2 separate regions of the Danio rerio genome follow, and region 1 is linked to region 2. A link is a contact called in public Micro-C data. All regions are on one chromosome and are shown on one strand. Each heading gives the region's core, a stretch centred on a gene start, on an enhancer-like site or on the middle of the called end of the contact. The rest is flanking DNA. Distances are from core to core; before and after follow the strand shown. Region 1 holds the start of rfesd (Rieske (Fe-S) domain containing). Region 2 holds the start of cast (calpastatin).

Region 1 (5,832 bases), core at 1,664-4,163, 180 kb before region 2:
ACAGTGTGTCTGATAATATTTTTTTCTTCTGGAGAAAATCTTATTTGTTTTATTTTGGCTAGAATAAAAGCAGTTTTGAAATTTTTTATAAACATTTAAAGGTCAAAATTATTAGCCCCTTTAAGCTAAATTCTTTCGATATTTCTTGTCGGCTTAGTCCCTTTATTAATAACCGCCAACTTATCCAGCAAGTTTTTACGCAGTGGATGCCCTTCCAGCCGCAACCCATCTCTGGGAAACATCCACACACACATTCATACATTACGGACAATTTAGCCTACCCAATTCACCTGTACCGCATGTCTTTGGACTGTGGGGGAAACCGGAGCACCTGGAGGAAACCCACGCGAAGGCAGGGAGAACATGCAAACTCCACACAGAAACGCCAACTGAGCCGAGGTTCGATCCAGCAACCCAGCGACCTTCTTGCTGTGAGGCGGCAGCACTACCTACTGCGCCACTGCCTCATCTATTCTTTCGATAGTCTACAGAAAAAAACATTGTTTTACAATAACTTACCCAATTACCCTAACCTGCCTAGTTAACCTAATTAACCTAGTTAAGCCATTAAATGCCACTAAGCTGTATAGAAGTGTCTTGAAAAATATCTAGTAAAATATTACTTACTGTCATCATGGCAAAGATAAAATAAATCAGTTAAAATTAGATAAAAATTAGTAATTAAAACTATTATGTTAAGAATTGTGTTGAAAAAAAAAATATCTCCATTAAACAAAAATTGGGGAAAAAAAATAAACGGGGTGAATAATTCAGGGGGGCTAATAATTCTGACTTCAACTGTGTATGTATATGTATATGTGTGTGTGTGTGTGTGTGTGTGTGTGTATGTGTGTGTATATATATATATATATATATATATATATATATATATATATATATATATATATATATATATATATATATATATATATATATATATATAAACCATTTCAATGTGGTCATGCCATTGGCCCATGAACATTTCCTACTTATCAAACTACTTCATAACTGTAACAAGAGCCAATTCAATCATAACTTAATGTTAAAACAGCTCTCATAACATTATTTATCATTATGTGGCTCTTTTTGAATTCTCTGAAGCTGTAGAAATTAAAAACGTAAAACAGGACATAGGTTGGGACCATTGTTTTTGTTTACACCCCTCAAAATGCTCAGCACTAATATTTAATCATATTTATTATTTTTGTTGACACTGTGAATATTTTGCAAGGTGTGAGAGACCTACTGTACCTGACCTATTGTCTGGGTAAAAATATATTTTAACAAAGGTCTTAGATTTTTACAAAAATTATAAATAAATAAATTTGTAATTTAACTTTAAATTTTGTTGATTATTTTCCCCTGCACATTAAAATCTGTTCATTTAAATACTAATTCACTCTCATCTTTATACTTTTCAACTATCATTCAAATAATCTGCTTTACCCATTTTTCAACTTCAGGTTTATCATTTAAAATACTGGTTAGTGTGATCACTTTTTCCTTTATATATTTCTATATGTACAGAACAAAATATGTGTGCTGCTTCTCGTGTGTCTTATGTGTGTGTATATAAAATGTTTTTCATTTCAGTTAATAAGATAATCTCGTCTTTACCACATACATTATTGTCTGTGAGTAGCTAGATAATGACCCAAAATGTTCTTTTGTATTTGATGGAGCACAGTGAACTGATGCTGTGAGATGCACCTTTGGGTGGTGTCCAGTGGTGTTCTCCATATGAGGTCTGCAGCAGCAGGAACTCTATGTTATCAGGTGGAGGCAGCTGAGCCAAACAACGAAAGATGACAAATCCACACGCCCGCAGCGCCATATCCTGGAAACACAATCAACATGTCAGAGACCTGGATAGTGTTATACATATTATTCATTTAGTTTTTAAATTTGAAAATGTTAATGGGTTATATTATTACACATTTAACACACACATATAACACTATTTCTCAGTGTATAAACTACTTTTTGAAACTTTGTTTACTAGATTTCCCTTAGAAAATCATATTTTACGCTTATTGTTGTTTAAGAGTTTCAAAGTCCAAGTTAACTTAGCATTAGACAAAACGACATGCTTTAAGAAACAGCAGTGAAGGCTAATAGACAATTTGAGCTCTACACAGACAAACTAGCTGATTTAAGACGGTTAAAGCCATCTAAAGTCTCCTAAAGGCGTTATTTAAATACACATTGTTGGCTGAAAACACTCATGAACGAACCTGTGCTCGCTTAAGTGGAACAAGCACATGACAGAATGCTAACACCATTCAATATTAGCTTAAAGTAAATGGCGTGGTTTAACAAACGAAATCATTTCACTTACTTCTAGCTGATATTGATTGTCCTTCTCTGTTCAGAACATATGTGACATAGTCTGCTTCGTTATTAAATGAATGTCACGAATAGAGCTTAAAACATACAGGCTACTTTCTGTTTTCAACTGCGGAACCGCCGCGCAAAGATGACGTTCAAGAACACGCAGGGCTGATTCGCTCTATGATTGGCTGACTCGCTGATAATCTAATAATAATAGTATTTTTAATTATTGTTATAAAGAGACAAGAGCTCTTAAATGTGACTTGAAAGGGAATTATTCTATTTTAAATGTTTATCAAAATCAATACATTTAGAATAGAATAGTGTAAACAATCCTGACTGTTTAACATATAGTAAACAATCCTGACTGTTTTTGTATTTCATTTTAGTTTCACGTTACTGGGAATTCATTTATCTTTCAGTTAATAATGCGCCATTAAGTTTTATACATGAAACGAAGATAATGTTGAACGCGTTGAGTTGCTGTGATCTGCAGGGCTGATAGGACCGACCGCAGCACCCGGTGGACTGAAGATAACAAGACCCTCATCCTCATAAGAAACTGACGCACATCGCACAGCATTCACAACCAGCAGCACTAGGACGAGGTAAAACTCTCTCAAATATTTGTGGTAATAATGTCTGTGTGACCAAATGTGATGTAAGAACGTATGTTGATGCTGATTTTATAAGTATATAAGCGTAGTTTTGCTTGGAGAGTTTAACAGTTTTGTATGTGCTCTGCTTTTAAGTTGTTTCATTTATGATAATCGAGAAAACGTGTTTACTGAGGAGAATGGCAGCTAAATACACGCGAGAACTAATTAAATATTAATAGGATACCTAATAATAGTTAAGCTATTTTATTGGTAATCATTTTATTCTATTTATTATTCATCTCCAACAATAAACTAGTTTTCATTTGTTTTAAACCAAATAGATATGTCTGTTGAAAATTACTGTTTATATTTTCCGATATGGACTAACATATTCATCATACTGAAGGGATAGTTCACCCCAAAAAAGAAGATCTACACACTATTTACTCATGCTCAGGTGGTTCCAAACCTTTTTTATGTTGACAACAAAAGAAGATATTTTGAAGAAAGCTGAAAACCTGTTTAAATCCATGTTATGAAAAACAAATACTAAGTCGATGGTCCTGACATTTTATCCTACCCATCAGATTATGCTATCAACACTGTATTTGCATGGTACCCGAGGGTTAGGAATTAGGTAGGTTAGGGCAACATTACAGCTTCACTTCACACTAAAATTTACACTGGAAGCAAAATCTAATTGGCTGCATATTACGTCATCAAAATGTGCTTCCCACTTTTTCATTGGGAGGTAGGACAATCTGACTAGGTAGGACAAAATCAACAGAACACCACTTTCCAGCTTTCTTTAACATATCTTTAACACAAGAAAGAAACTCAAACAGGTTTGAAGCGAGTGAAGTGTGAGTAAATTATCACAGAATCGTCATTTTCACATACTTTTTTGGGTGAAACTATTTATTTTAAGATGGTTTAAATAAACTTGTTGCATCTAAAAAAACAATTATTGTTTAAATGTCCCCCAATTATCACTTTTGACCGCTGCTGTATTGATATGTACAGTTAATAGGTTGATTTGAGCACCCGATTTGTGTTTTAGCATAAAATATTGATAATAAGTAAAAAATTTTGTTACATTTGCATAATTTATTTGATACAATTTATTTGATACCATTTTATTCTTATTGCATTCTAAATTATGCTATGCTATCTATCTATCTATCTATAAAATTAAACATACCTACAATAAATAAATGTATACAAACATCCCACTTTTTACTGTACTTTATAATTTATAGATATTAAAAAAAACTTCTTCTAATTGTGCCAAAGTATAACGAATATAAAAGGTTGTTCTTCAAAATATTTCATTCAGTATTATTATTATCATTAAACAATATATTTAACCAAATTCATCTGTATTTGGATAGATAACAAAATATATTAATTTGACTAAATTCTATTTTCACAGGAAACAATATTAAAGCGCATCCATGGATGAAAAGAAGCCTTCTCGCATGTACTTCATTGGCAAAAAAGAAGAGCTCATTCAGGCCAAGAGAACGACTGTAACGCTGGACGGAAGAGACATCCTTTTATTGTATCATCAGAGAACTTTTTACGCAATGGACCTGCAGTGTTACCGTGAGTAGCATGAAAAGCATCTTTGCTGATTTGTTTCCACTAGAGGGAGACAAAGTATCAAATTGAGCACTGCGATAATGCTGTTGAGGACATGTGCCAAAATCAAAATAATGAGAGGTCATATGTTGTTTGGGTCACCTTTTAATGCACGCGACTACTGCGATTCAAATGATGGGTTGTATTTCCGGTCAGAGGAACTTCCATTCAAGAGAAATGAAACAAATCACTTTAAATGATAAGAGTGCACTACAAATAATCTATTTACATAAACTGTAAAACCTAACATTCAACTTTATCAAATGAAATAAGTGTAGTTAACTCTAAATTGACTGAAAGTTAATTCTACTCATTTGAAAAGAGTTTTGAACTCAGTGTTGAAAGTAATGAGTTAATTAAATACTCCATTACTTCAACTGAAATGGAGTAAGTTCACAGTACTGATTAGTTTAACTCAAATGGTTTGTAGCAATCAGTTTCCTCAAACAGTTTGAGTTACCTTAACTTATTAGGTTTTGCAGTACTCAGTTATTTTGAGTTCTCTTCATTTAATGGGTTTTTACTGTGCTCAAATTGCTTCATTTACTCAAATGGATTAAGTTGACAGCACTCATTAGGATTAGTTTTTAAACTTAAATGGTTTGATGCAATCGGTTTCCTCAAATGGTTTGAGTTACCTTAACTTATTGGGTTTTACAGTGTAGTAAACACTGAACGAGAGGTAGGTTCGGCCTTGTGCTTTATTTTATCCATCATGAAAATAACGTTATGCTTGGTATTTTAACATGACATTAGTTTTACTAGTATTATCTGTGGCCCAACCTTTTTTTGTGTTCAATGTGTTTTGATCTTCAGATTATTTTCACTTTGTATTATGTACAATATAGTCATTTTTAATATTCGACATTGCAGAGTGTGGGCCAAAGTGCTTTGTTCATGGGTTCCACACTGGCTCTATCTAAATTAGCCCATGCGAATCTCACATTTAATCTGACTGACTGGAAACATGCATAAATCCCATATTGGGGCCACTTGAAGGATATATGTTGTATTCACAAGGTTTTGCAAGATAAATTCTTCAAATCCAAAACTTTTTGGACTACTATGACTACTATGTATATATAAACAACATCAGGATTTTAGTTTGGTAAAACCCCTTTTTGATTTTTCCCTCATTCATAGCTAAATAAATTCTAATAAATGCATAATCAAGTGAACACTTTTATTCTGAACATCCAAACAAATAAACAAAAAATGATACAAATGGAAAATAATGCAGTTGAAGTCAGAATTATTAGTT
Region 2 (6,088 bases), core at 982-3,481:
ATTGCTCTTTCCTGTACAACAATTCATCTGTAAAAACCTTTAGATAAATTGAAAACCGCAGTAGTCCAGTTTGGAAATTAATGACTCTTTAGTAGACTCTTTGGTGATTCAAACCCTTCAACGCCACTAGTGTGAAATGATTCTCGAACGACTGGTTCTTTTAGGAACCGGTCCTCTTAGTGAATCAAAGTTGTTCTAGCTATGTCCCAGATGGCACATTATACACTTTGCACTTATGCACTATTTACTTATGCACTTACACACTCAACAGCATAGTATATGAATTTAGTGTCGTTCTAAATAAAACACTATTGTTTTTTTACTAAGGGGAAATTTGAACCATTTCCCTGATGATGTTTGACGGTTGCCAAATTAGTGAACCAAATAATACCAAATAATACCTGCCATGAGTATAACCACATTCACTATTGGGAGGTGGTATAATCACTATTGTAGGAGAATTTCTTTCAAAATCCAAAGTAAAGTAATCCAACATGTCTGCCTGAAAGCTCCGCCCCTTCCGCTACCTGAGCAAAGCAGCGATCCATAAGTACGTAAAGTGTCCACCCTTCATTTTAACAGCTGAATAAGTGCATCATCCGGGTAATTAAAGTGCACTTATTCTTTTGAGAGTTTTCAGTGTGAAAGCACTACTTACACTGGCTGTTTCTCAATTCCAAGAACGCAGAGAATGGTCTTGCATTCTTGAAGAGATCGGTCTTGAAAGGTGTCCTCGGAAGAACGAACTCCGGAGACCGCAAGAACAGAGAACGCGTCCTGTGAGAAATGAGATGCTGCGTTGTTCCTGATAGTCACATGACCTTCAAGTGTTTTTAATGGAAAATTATTTAAACATTACAGCATTCATACAGGGATTTATTGTTTTTCCCCTTTTTAAAATATATACTATGCATAAAAACATTATAAATATACGTTGCACAATACAAATAAAATAGATTTTAATACGAATTTCAGCAAATAAACACCCTTAATGTGTTTATTCCTTTATTAAGATGTCCATGGTAATGTTTATATTCACCATCTCATTTAGGGAAACTCCTGAGGTAAATAAGTCATGTCTCTGAACTTTTATTATAAATCTATTTAAAATGCTGCACTTCCCACCTCCAGTCACAATGACTTCTGGGACTTCTAGAGCGAGATCGGTGCCAAGTCTGCATCGGTGTGTCCTCAATATCAAGAACACATCCGGGAAGTTTAACGCATACTCTGTTCTTGCGGTCTAGAGTATTGGAACTGAACTTTGGCAGCTGATGATGACAATACACGAGGATGCAAGACTGAATGCATATTAAGAAACAGCCACTATTTACACTACAAAATGGCGTAAAATAGTGCATGAGTATGCAATTTGAGACACTCCTCTGTTTTCGTATGAGTCGTTCTTTTTAGTTAACGTTACCTCACATATGAATCACTCGAAGCAGTTATTGAATTCATTTGACTCGCCTATGAACACTTTTACCAATATCTTCATATCCATAGTAATTTATAAACTTTGAGTTTGATTTTTCCTTTTCCTTCGGAATTTTCCGTTTTTTTCTTTTTTAGTTGCTCAACCAATTTCCGGTTTCTGTAAAACATGTCATCACTTCCCGCCAAATTACGTGTTTTTTAAACGCTATTTTACTACGGAAGCCTTCAACCGACTACCAGGATGAGCGTCACGTGCAGATAGTTATCAAAAGGTAGGATTTATGTACACAAACCTATGGCATTACGAGCAAAATAATGTGTTTTGTTTTAGGCCTATCTGTTTGGTTAAATGTTTTGTACTATAGCAGTGCGCAGGTTCAAAGGCTTTTTGAAGCAAAACTCTCACATTATGCTCTTTTAGCATATGCCACTACAAAGAAGCCTTATCTTTGTATTTGCGTTTCAATTAAAGTAGCCTACCTGGTTTAGAAACATAGAAAACACACCTAAATAACCAGAGTTGCGCAATCACTACTAAAGAATGCTTGTGTTGTAAGTCCTGACTGTAATTGCGCCTCTGCATATTTTTTTAAATGCGCAATGCAAATTGAGCTTCGCTTCACATTGCTATGCAATGCAAAAGAGCACACTTGCAAGATAAACCGCCCGATCGTATATTTACTGTAATTATCGGTGCAGTCCTGGTACCCATGCACACTCGCGGGAGTGGCTTTATCTGAGAAAAAAGACAGCAGCATACCTCAGTTGAATGAAAGAAGCTGGCGAGCTCGAGTCGAGGGGGACTTAAGCAAACTTTCTATCCTTCACGCACCATGGCGTACGCAATGTATTGGGCGCGCAACGTAAGTAGATCCTCCACATGTTTTTGAGCTGCACAACTTGTTTAACTTTCGATATAAAGGAGGAGTAGTGGATAAAGCAGGGTCTTGACAAATGTAAACACTTCATGATTAGTTTGGTCTTTGTACATTCTTAGTGATAAAATAATAAGAGTAAAATAAAAACAATATTAGATGTTGGGCGTTGTCTGATTCAGTGTAATGAATGAGGTTTTATTGCGTTTGTTTGGAGTACAAAAGTGTGTTTTGGTTTGCAATTGTAGAAAAAAAAGCTAAGAGAATTTAAAGAATGCAATGACTTGTAGGCTAAAAAAAACTGAGTTGGATCATAAAAAAACTACACAAAATAAAAGTCACCCTAATATATTTTTTTATATACATTCTAAACATTCTGGACAATCTAAGATTTAAGTTAAATGAAGTAGATAAATGAACTAGAATATTCGCTCAAGGGTGTTCAGTTATGATTTAGAGCAGACACAATATAGTATTTAGATTTACTGTAATGTTTAGTCATAATTCTTGGTGTAGTGGTGACATGTCAGACCCTTGGGTTATTGTAAATTTTGTCAGGGTGTTTAATCTTTTCTCTCTCTTTGTCTTTCTAGAATGGAGACACTTCATTTCAAAAACAAGAATACGCTCCACAGACATCAAGGTTCATGGTAAGTGATTTTTATTTTAAATGGGTTTTTTTTGAGTAATTGAATTCAGATTGCTGACATAAGCTCCCTTTATTCTTGATATTTGAATTAAATTTGGAAGTATGGAAAGTAAATTTTAGTTTTTAAAAAAAATGGAAAGAACTGGGTTGAAATGACCCATGAGTTTAACGTTTACAAAGTTAATGTTATTAAATAAAAGCATCGGGTAGACTTAAATAACTAGGGGGAAAATCACTGATTTGTTTTAAATAATTTCATACAGGAAATTTCATTCAGGAGCAGACAATACCTCCTGTTATTCTTGAAAATTCAAATAAAATGTATTAAAATAAGATTTCTAATGCTGTCTAGGTAAAAAAAGTTAATTTCTGTTTTTAAAAAATGGAAAGAACTGAGTTGAAACTGCTCATTGTGAGTGTAACTTTACAAAATTAAAGTAATTAAATAATAAAAAACATCAGTTAGTCTTAAATGACAAGTGGAAAATGACTATGGAGATCCAAATTTATTTTTGTAATGACCCTCTTTAAGAAATCTGCTCAATTAATTCCATCAGAAATATATTTTCCATTAAAAATGAAAAGCACTTTCGCCTCACAGCAAGAAGGTCGTTGATTTGAGTCCGGGCTTGGTCAGCTGACATTTCTGTGTGAAGTTTGCATGTTCTCCCCGTGTTGGTGTGGGTTTCCTCCAGGTGCTCCAGTTTCCCTCACAGTCCAGAGGCATGCGCTATAGGTGAATTTGGTAAGCTAAATTGTCAGTGGTGTATGTATGTGAATGAGAGTGTATGGGTGTTTCCCAGTAATGGGTTGCAGCTGGAAGGGCATCCACTGTGTAAAACATATGCTGGATAAGTTGGCGGTTTATTTTGCTGTGGCGACCTATGATAAATAAGGGATTAAGCAGAAGGAAAATGAATGAATGAAGATTTTCTTTTAGTCTTACCTTCTTCATAGAGCATTGACACCATCTAGTGGACTATGAAAATCATTGCCAGTCAAAGCCATGCAGTTTAACTGCATTACCATATGAGATATAAACTGTAGTTTCTCAAAGCCGTGACTGTCTTATCACCTCAGCTCGTTCCTGTTTGCATATCCACCGCCTGAAAATGTAAAACAGCATTCCTTTATAGCACAGTGTTCAATTAACGTTGAATAGCCATACCTAAAATTCATTTCTTATTCTGCTGTGTATTTAATATATTTATTTTCTTCACCTACTATAGTATAAATGCCCTTGTTCACTAGTAAGTGCATATAGGTCCCTCTGAAAGGCTGCTGTATTTTAATGACCGTCATGACATGTTCTCAGGGACATTTTGTTACTATATATATACACACACACACACCATATATATATTAGGAAACTCATCAGGAGCTCTAGTTACAGTGACACAGACCTGGCAATAATGCTAATGTCCGCCGAACCCAACATGATGCACAATGTTAGCTAGCATAAATATTTTGAAAGGGGAAATTCTGAGGACTTGAAAGCAAGAGTTTCTCAAGATAACACAGCTGGTTTAACTTGCTTTGTGAGGCAGGTGTGTCTGAAAGTGTCTGTCTTCCTGCATGCCGGATAATCTGTCATGTATAGTTCAGAGATTTTATTTATTATAATTCTTAAACGGCTTAAATCATTACTGATAATGAGTCGTCCTCTGCCTTCAGGTGTTAATGTTGGTGAAAATGCACAAAGCTTGAGTCTAAGTGCTTCTGAAGTTTCACAGGAAAGTATGTGGGTGTGTCCATGGCTTTGTTTTCGAAAATTTTCTAATAATGTGTGTGTGAGTGTGTGAGCGCTCACAAATGCAGGATGTTTTTCTGCAAAAGGTCGAGACACACTTTTCCCTTTAGTATTTGGTTATTTGTTAGTATATGCTTTAGTTCAGCTTTGCTAGGTTTCGCATTTGAAACTTTTAGAATTGTACATGTTCACTGCTGTTTAGGGAAAGATTTGGTCCTACTTCATATTAAGTGACATTAACTACTATGTACTTGCATCAAAATGCAAATACAATGTAGTTCATGTGTTTATAATGTATTGCAGAACACTTCTGATGCTCTTAAGGTGGAATACGGGTAGGTTAAGGGTCAGGTTTGGTGATATGGATAGGTTTGAGGGTGGGTTAAGCTGTTAGGGATAGTCAGGAGTGTAATTCTAAATGTAATTACAAATATTATTAAAGCTGTAATTATATGCTGGTATTTGGTCCCCTTTTATATTAAGTAGCCTTAATTACTACGTACTTACATCAATAGATAAGTACATTGTACTTCATATTGCATTGCACAATGATTATGGTGCTATTGAAGTGGGATATATGTTTTAGGCACAGGTTTGGTGCTATGGGTTGGTTTAGGGATGGGTTAAGTTGTACAAAATGGGTCTGTGTAACTGCATTACTAAATATAATTACAGAAAATAATTACAGTAATTACATTTAGATAATTTTTAATATTTAATTACTATGTAAAAACATATGTACACAAGTGCATTGCACTAAATTATTAGATTAAATGTAAGTACATTGTAGTTAAGACCATTTAAGGCAGGGGTGTCCAAACTCGGTACTGGAGGGCCGGTGTCCTGCATAGTTTAGCTCCAACTTGCTTCAACACACCTGCCAGGAAGTTTCTAGTATATCTAGTAAGAGCTTAGCTGGTGCAGGTGTGTTTGATTAGGGTTGGAGCTAAACTTTTCAGGACACTGGCCCTCCAGGACTGAGTTTGGACACCCCTGACCTAAGGCCATAAAGCGGGACCAGTTAAATTTATTACTATGGTTAATCTATAATGTATTTTCAGCAGCCATTATTCTAGTGTTAAGTGTCACCAGACATCATGCAGATATATTTTAGTGAAGTTTTTAAACTAATTTCGAGAGGAGCACGTGATATAATTGACAGCAGCTGGCCACCTATCTACACTCATTAGTTAGCCAATCAGATCTATCCTAACCCACTATAAGTAGCCTAGCTAGACATTACTCCCTTATCTTCGTTTTCCGAAGAAACCCCCCATCCACCCCTTTCTCCTCCTTTTCTCCTTTACAAAAAGGGGAGCTCTCGAGAACCACCTGATCTCGTACTCCCCTCACATGCTCTATGGACCTGGCGGGAGC

Evidence for each region. Hi-C and Micro-C count contacts between places; a contact is called where the count stands out from the background.
Region 1: a Micro-C map of caudal fin shows a contact between it and region 2, with 15 times the contacts expected there. The contact joins the promoter of rfesd here to the promoter of cast in region 2. A contact is called at or near these places in 3 of 18 Hi-C or Micro-C datasets (caudal fin, hematopoietic stem cells and an unstated tissue) and 2 of 4 datasets of contacts at active chromatin or transcription factors (caudal fin and embryo).

The regions. Positions count from the first base shown.
Region 1 is chr21:13,203,223-13,209,054 of GRCz12tu, reverse strand. It overlaps rfesd (Rieske (Fe-S) domain containing), which reads left to right and starts at 2,913. Exons shown (of 4, transcript NM_001017740.1): 1 at 2,913-2,939; 2 at 4,363-4,535. The coding sequence starts at 4,385. All of the region lies in intron 5 of gtf3c5 (general transcription factor IIIC, polypeptide 5), which reads right to left. nudt2 (nudix (nucleoside diphosphate linked moiety X)-type motif 2) reads right to left here and starts at 2,464. Exons shown (of 3, transcript NM_001002323.1): 1 at 2,339-2,464; 2 at 1,711-1,837. The coding sequence starts at 1,834.
Region 2 is chr21:13,021,352-13,027,439 of GRCz12tu, reverse strand. cast (calpastatin) reads left to right here and starts at 2,231. Exons shown (of 30, transcript NM_001130591.2): 1 at 2,231-2,300; 2 at 2,906-2,962. The coding sequence starts at 2,271. All of the region lies in intron 5 of gtf3c5 (general transcription factor IIIC, polypeptide 5), which reads right to left.